Linked DNA regions of Mus musculus: region 1 is linked to region 2. The links are chromatin contacts, called in public promoter capture Hi-C maps. All regions are on one chromosome and are shown on one strand. The core of a region is the stretch at or near the end of the contact, and the rest is flanking DNA. Distances in the headings are between cores, read along the strand shown.

Evidence for each region. Capture Hi-C pulls out chosen DNA fragments and counts their contacts.
Region 1: a contact with region 2 is called in a promoter capture Hi-C map of liver. The contact joins the promoter of Lilra6 here to the promoter of Prpf31 in region 2. A contact is called at or near these places in 1 of 39 promoter capture datasets (neutrophils), 1 of 484 Hi-C or Micro-C datasets (bone marrow-derived macrophages), 6 of 115 datasets of contacts at active chromatin or transcription factors (bone marrow-derived macrophages, embryonic stem cells, large pre-B cells and 1 more) and 1 of 9 other capture datasets (liver).

What each region holds. Positions count from the first base shown.
Region 1 is chr7:3,914,250-3,917,226 of GRCm38.p6, reverse strand. It overlaps Lilra6 (leukocyte immunoglobulin-like receptor, subfamily A (with TM domain), member 6), which reads left to right and starts at 1,726. Exons shown (of 9, transcript NM_011090.2): 1 at 1,726-1,785; 2 at 1,940-1,975; 3 at 2,154-2,438; 4 at 2,588-2,893. The coding sequence starts at 1,752.
Region 2 is chr7:3,628,503-3,631,345 of GRCm38.p6, reverse strand. It overlaps Prpf31 (pre-mRNA processing factor 31), which reads right to left and starts at 1,361. Exons shown (of 14, transcript NM_027328.4): 1 at 1,290-1,361; 2 at 604-788; 3 at 441-501. The coding sequence starts at 780. Tfpt (TCF3 (E2A) fusion partner) reads left to right here and starts at 1,417. Exons shown (of 6, transcript NM_001290381.1): 1 at 1,417-1,794; 2 at 2,260-2,518. The coding sequence starts at 1,772. Gm15927 (a long non-coding RNA gene) reads left to right here. Exons shown (of 6, transcript XR_003946711.1): 6 at 1-275.

The DNA.
Region 1 (2,977 bases), core at 477-2,976, 290 kb before region 2:
TGGCTGCTGTGTCACTGAACAGTGGGTGTTAAGGAGGGAGGTACTAGGTTGGGATCTAGTGTTTCATAACATCTGGAAAGATCAGACTTTCAAGATAAGATAAAAGAATTTATTTGGAAACCACCATCCCTGACCTCAATCTATACTATAGAGCAATAGTGATAAAAACTGCATGGAATTGGTACAGATACAGACAGGTACATCAATGAGGTAAAATTGAAGACCCAGAAATGAACCCACACAGCTATGGTTACTTGATCTTTGACAAAGGAACTAAAACCATCCAGGGGAAAAAAGACAGCATTTTTAACAAATGGTTCTGGTTCAACTCACAGTCTGCAGGTAGAAGAATGCAGATCGATCCATTTTTATCTCCTTGTACGAAGCTCAAGTCCAAGTGAATCAAGGACCAGATATGCTGAATCTAATATAATATATATTACATATATTATATTAATATAATATATTATTAATTATATTATTAATATATTATATATAATATACATATATTATTATATATAATTATATAATATATACTATATAATATATATTATATTAATAATTAATTATATTATTAGCGTGTGATCAAATGCTTCTTCACATGGTAGAAAAGCAAGAAAAGTTGTGTAGTGGTTATTCCTGGTTGTCAACTTGACTATATTTGGAATGAACTACAATCCAGAATTGGAAGGCTCACCAGTGACCCTTATCTGAATATATTAATATAATATATATATTAGATTATAACATAATCTAATATCAGAAAACATGTGGAAGAGCCTCAAATTCATAGGCTGGCATGACCACCCAGTTCTCCCAGGGTCTAGACCACCAACTAAGGAGTGTACCTGGAGGAATCCATGGCTCAAGATACACATGTAGCAGAGAATGGACTCTCTCACAGCAATGGGAGGGAAGACTACATTGATGCCCCATAGTAGGGGGATGTTTGAGCAGTGGGCGAGAGTGTGGAGGGGTGAGGGCACTCTCATAGAGGCAAAAAGAATGGGGAGGCCATATGTAGGATGGGGAGTTGGTGGAGGGAACACCAGGAAGTGGGATATCATTTGAGATATAAACAAATGGAATGATTAATTTAAAAAAAGAATTATGGTCATATTTGTACACCTACAACCTGTATCCCAAGAAACTTAAATAAACCTGCACCTGTGTGGACCAGTAACCCCATGACAAGATAACTTGTTGAAAGAGCAGAATGACTTAGGAAAACGATGATGGTAAGTGATGAGACACTGATATAGCTCAGTACATAAGTGTCTGCTACCAAAATAAGACCTGATCCTGTTGACAGGATCCACACTGGACAAGGAAAACTGATTGCTGAAGTTGTATTCTGACCTCCATACACGTGCTTTGACACACATGCATGTGTATATACAAACAACATAGAGACAATAAAACACTAAAAAAATGAAAAAATGTTCACACATGTTTGCTACAATATGGCCATGACAGTAATGTGCATAGGTGAGGCAGACACTGGTGGGATGAGGAATCGCCATCTGTGTAAGACCTAATGGCAGAGGGTCTACTGCCTGGCCTAGTCACACCATTGAGGAAGTCAGAGCACGGTCCTGAGGAGGGCAGTTCCTCTTTCTGTGGGGTTGCTGATATATGACATTGTCATGGGGACTGCCCTGCCTCCAGTGCCACACCCTGTACACAATCCCTTCAGAAAGGCTCTGTAGCTCTGGCCTCAAGCACAGTTGCAGCCACTGAGGGGAGATGCCATGTCCTGCACCTTCACAGCCCTGCTCTGTCTTGGTGAGATGTGAAGAAGGGGAGGGGAAACTGAGGTCTGGAAATGATCATGGCCTGTAGACCAGCACTCACCCAAGAGGAAATGCCAGGGTCTGAGATGTTTCTACAGACTTGCTCAGCCTTAGGGACAAATCTCTTACAAAGAACTCTCTTCCAGGACTGACTCTGAGGCTCTGGATCCCAGTGCTGACAGGTGAGTGTGTCTGCAGCTGACCTGAAATGCTCTTCTCTTCAGATCCAGGAGCCATGCCTGGGCTGTGATGGTGGAAAACACCACCTGTGTGAGTCTGTGGGTGGCGGGAAGGTCATGAGGTTAAGGACTTCAATCTGAGTGTGTTTGTCCTGAGTCCTAGTTGCTCTGTTACTTGCAGGGTCCCTCCCTAAGCCTATCCTCAGAGTACAGCCAGACTCTGTGGTCCAAGTGTGGACTAAGGTGACCTTCTTGTGTGAAGAGACAATTGGAGCCAATGAGTACCGCCTCTATAAAGATGGAAAGCTATATAAAACCGTAACAAAGAACAAACAGAAGCCAGCAAACAAGGCTGAATTCTCATTCTCAAATGTACACCTGAGAAATGCAGGTCAATATCGATGTTCCTACAACACCCAGGATGAATCATCAGGCTACAGTGACCCCCTGGTGCTAGTAGTGACAGGTGAGAGACACACAGGATCCTAGGCCTCAGGTTATAACTGTCCAGACTTGGCTCTGTTAACAGGAATGCCCACCCTCACTGTGGGAACCTCAGAGCCAAGGAGAATAATGAGGCTTGGGGATATTTAACTGACTCCTCCTTCTCTCCAGGACACTACTGGACACCCAGCCTTTCAGCCCAGGCCAGCCCTGTGGTAACTTCAGGAGGGTATGTCACTCTCCAGTGTGAGTCTTCGCAGAGCTATCACAGGTTCATTTTAACTGTAGAAGGACAGCAGAAGGTCTCATGGACACAAGACTCACAGTATAACATCTCTACAGGGAAGTACCACGCCCTGTTCTCTGTGGGCCCTGTGACCCCCAACCAGAGATGGATATGCAGATGCTACAGTTATGACAGGAACAGACCATATGTGTGGTCACCTCCAAGTGAATCCGTGGAGCTCCTGGTCTCAGGTGAGGAACCTCAGCCTTCCATAGAATGATATTGAAATCATACAGGTTTCAGAGACCACTTGATGTGCGGTGTATGTGGGGATC
Region 2 (2,843 bases), core at 112-2,611:
ATATATATATAATGCCCATGGAGAGCAGAAGATGTCAGATCACCAAGAACTGGAGTTACAGATAGTTATGACCCATGTGGATGCTAAGAACTAAACCCAAGACCTCTGGAAGAGCAGCAGATACTCTTAACTATCTCTCCAACTCCATGAATGTACCTATTTCTGAGACAGGGTTTTACCCAGGCTGACTCTGACCAGACTGGACTTGAACTCATTCATGTACCTGCTGCCTCAGTCTCCTAAGTGGTGAGATATAAACACATATCATGTCTGGGTACAATGCAGTATGTTTTCAGAGGGTCAGTAACTGGATTTAAAAAAAAAAAGAAGAATGAATGCTCTGAGGAAAGCTGAGGAGGGAGACACTTGGTGATAAAACCATAAGGAGCAAGAGAGTCGGGGAGTCAGAATGGGCAGAGGAAAGTGAGGGTGGGAGGCACCTTCCGACACGTTGGCTTGCTTGCTGATATACTCCTCAATCTTCATCATGATCTCAGCAAACTGATGAGGAAGGAGAGCACAGTCAGAAACTAGGCCTCTCAGAAAGAACTGCTCTCCGGCCACTCCTCCCTAGGAACGCTGACTTAAAGGGTGCCACCTCACCATCTTGCTGTCCCATAGCTTGGCAATGCTCTTGACTGAATCTCCAGAAAGATCCAGCTGGGTCTCCTCCTGTACATCCTCAATTGCTGGCTCCTCCTCCTCTTCTCCATAGCTTCCTCCTTCCTCTTCTTCTGCTGCCTCCTCGAGGTCAGCCAAGAGCTCATCAGCCAGAGACATCCCAAGGCCTATGGGAAAGGGAGAATGGGGTTCCCTAATACTGCATCTTGACCCTGTCCACTCATATCACCAGAAGGAGCACCTTCTCCCGGATCCCCTTAAGTTTCTTCTTCATCAGCTCCTGTAGCCGCACGCAGGCTCCACAGCTTGCTTAGTTCACGGAGGTTGTCTCCTGTTCCTACCCACACAGAACACAGCACATCCCTCCAGGTACCACCTGACCTGGCAACTTTTCCCCACACCTCTGGGTCTTTGAGCAACTATTCATCTTTGCCTAACCCGGCTCTTTGCTCCCTCACCCTGCCTTCAGTTCTTTCATTCCACCCGTCTGGCCCACGTGCCATATTTCAGCCTAAAGTTATGCTGTGATCCACTCACGTCTTGAATATTAGTTCTAAGGCGCTCCATACGTTTAATATTATTATTTATACTATGATTTAAGTCGCCCGCTACACTTTCTCCTCCAGTAGCTTGGCTTCCGGCCATCCCTTCTTCTCCATCACACTCACCGCTTCGATCCTCTCACAATCGTTTCCAAGAAATCTGCTTCCCCAGAGCTTCGGCTCTCTTTGATGACGTTTACTTGCCGCCGATAAATCTGTGTTTTGATTGGCCGTTTACGACATTTCCGGCAGCGTTTGGACAACAACTTTATTAGCAGCCGCCTCGCGGGACGGCGACCGGGAGTGCTGGGTTCTAGGGCTAGGGGAAGTCGTACGTCGCCGTGGATTGAGCCTGCTAAACAGAGATTCGCTTTGGCTAGTCGACACTGCGACAAGACAGGAGTAAAGAAGGTGACAACGTGGACGATCGGTGCAGGCGCTAGAGGATAAACCGAAGGCTTCAAGCCGCAATTTGGAGTCGGGTGCAAACGAAGGCAGAGTAGGAAACTTTAATTCCCAGTTTTCCTGTGTCGCAAGGCCTGATGGGAGAGGTAGTTTTGCGCAAGACTCCACCTCTCTGAGGCTTGAGGTGTCTCTTGACCAGAGAAATGGAGTTGGAACAGAGAGAGGGGTGAGTAGCTGAGCTTTGTGTAAACGGGGACTCCAAAAACAGCAACGATCGGCTGTAGTGCTCTCAGGGACGATGGGGAAGTTCGTGCAGTTGCTTTCTTTTCGAATCTCTGTGGGAGAACCGGAGGCAGTACTGGAGCATCGTAGGGGAGATTTGGAATTTGCTGTTCTTATGGATCTGAGAGCAAGGAGATTGGAGTGTGGGCTCCAAAGTCTGAGGGAGGAGGCTAGGGTCTGATTCCTCATTGTTAGGGACGAGGACTGGGGCCTGGATCCCTGGCAGTGACCAAGAAGGGCTAGGGTCTGGGCTTCTTGGTAGGAGGGAGGAGGGCTAGAGTCTGGGCTGCTGGGTGTGATGGAGGAGAGGGCTAGGATCTGGGCTCCAGGCTGGGGCCTGGACCTAAGTCCCCCTGGGAGGGACTTGGAGAGCCAGAATATAGGCTCCTAAAACTTCTTGGCCCTACAGGACCATGGCAGCCGTGGGCTTTGAAGAGTTCTCAGCGCCACCAGGCTCAGAGCTGGCTCTGCCTCCCCTGTTTGGTGGCCACATCCTAGAAAGTGAGCTAGAGACAGAAGTGGAATTTGTGTCCGGTGGTCTGGGTGATTCAGGACTCCGGGAGCGAGATGAAGAGGAAGAGGCAGCCCGGGGTCGAAGGCGTCGCCAGCGGGAACTAAATCGTAGAAAGTACCAGGCACTAGGTCGGCGCTGCCGGGAGATCGAGCAGGTAGGTAAGTGTGGATTCCCATTTGGGGGTCCTCTCGCCAGAACTGCCGCCTCGCTGCCGATGCCAACACCACCCCCTCCTCATACCGCCTCCTCCTCCTCCTCATGTCCTTCTTTTTCCCTTTCCTTTTGTACTTGAACAAGTGAACAGATCCATGTGGGTCTAAGTCTGTGCCAGGCACCCTAAGTAGTCTCTTCCAGAATATTTATATTCATTACTTTTCTTGTTGTGACCTGGGAAAAGCAACTTGGGGAAAGGCTTACATTGACTTGGAGTTTAAGGATCTGTGGCGGCAGAGAAGACACAGTGTCAGGGGCATGAGACA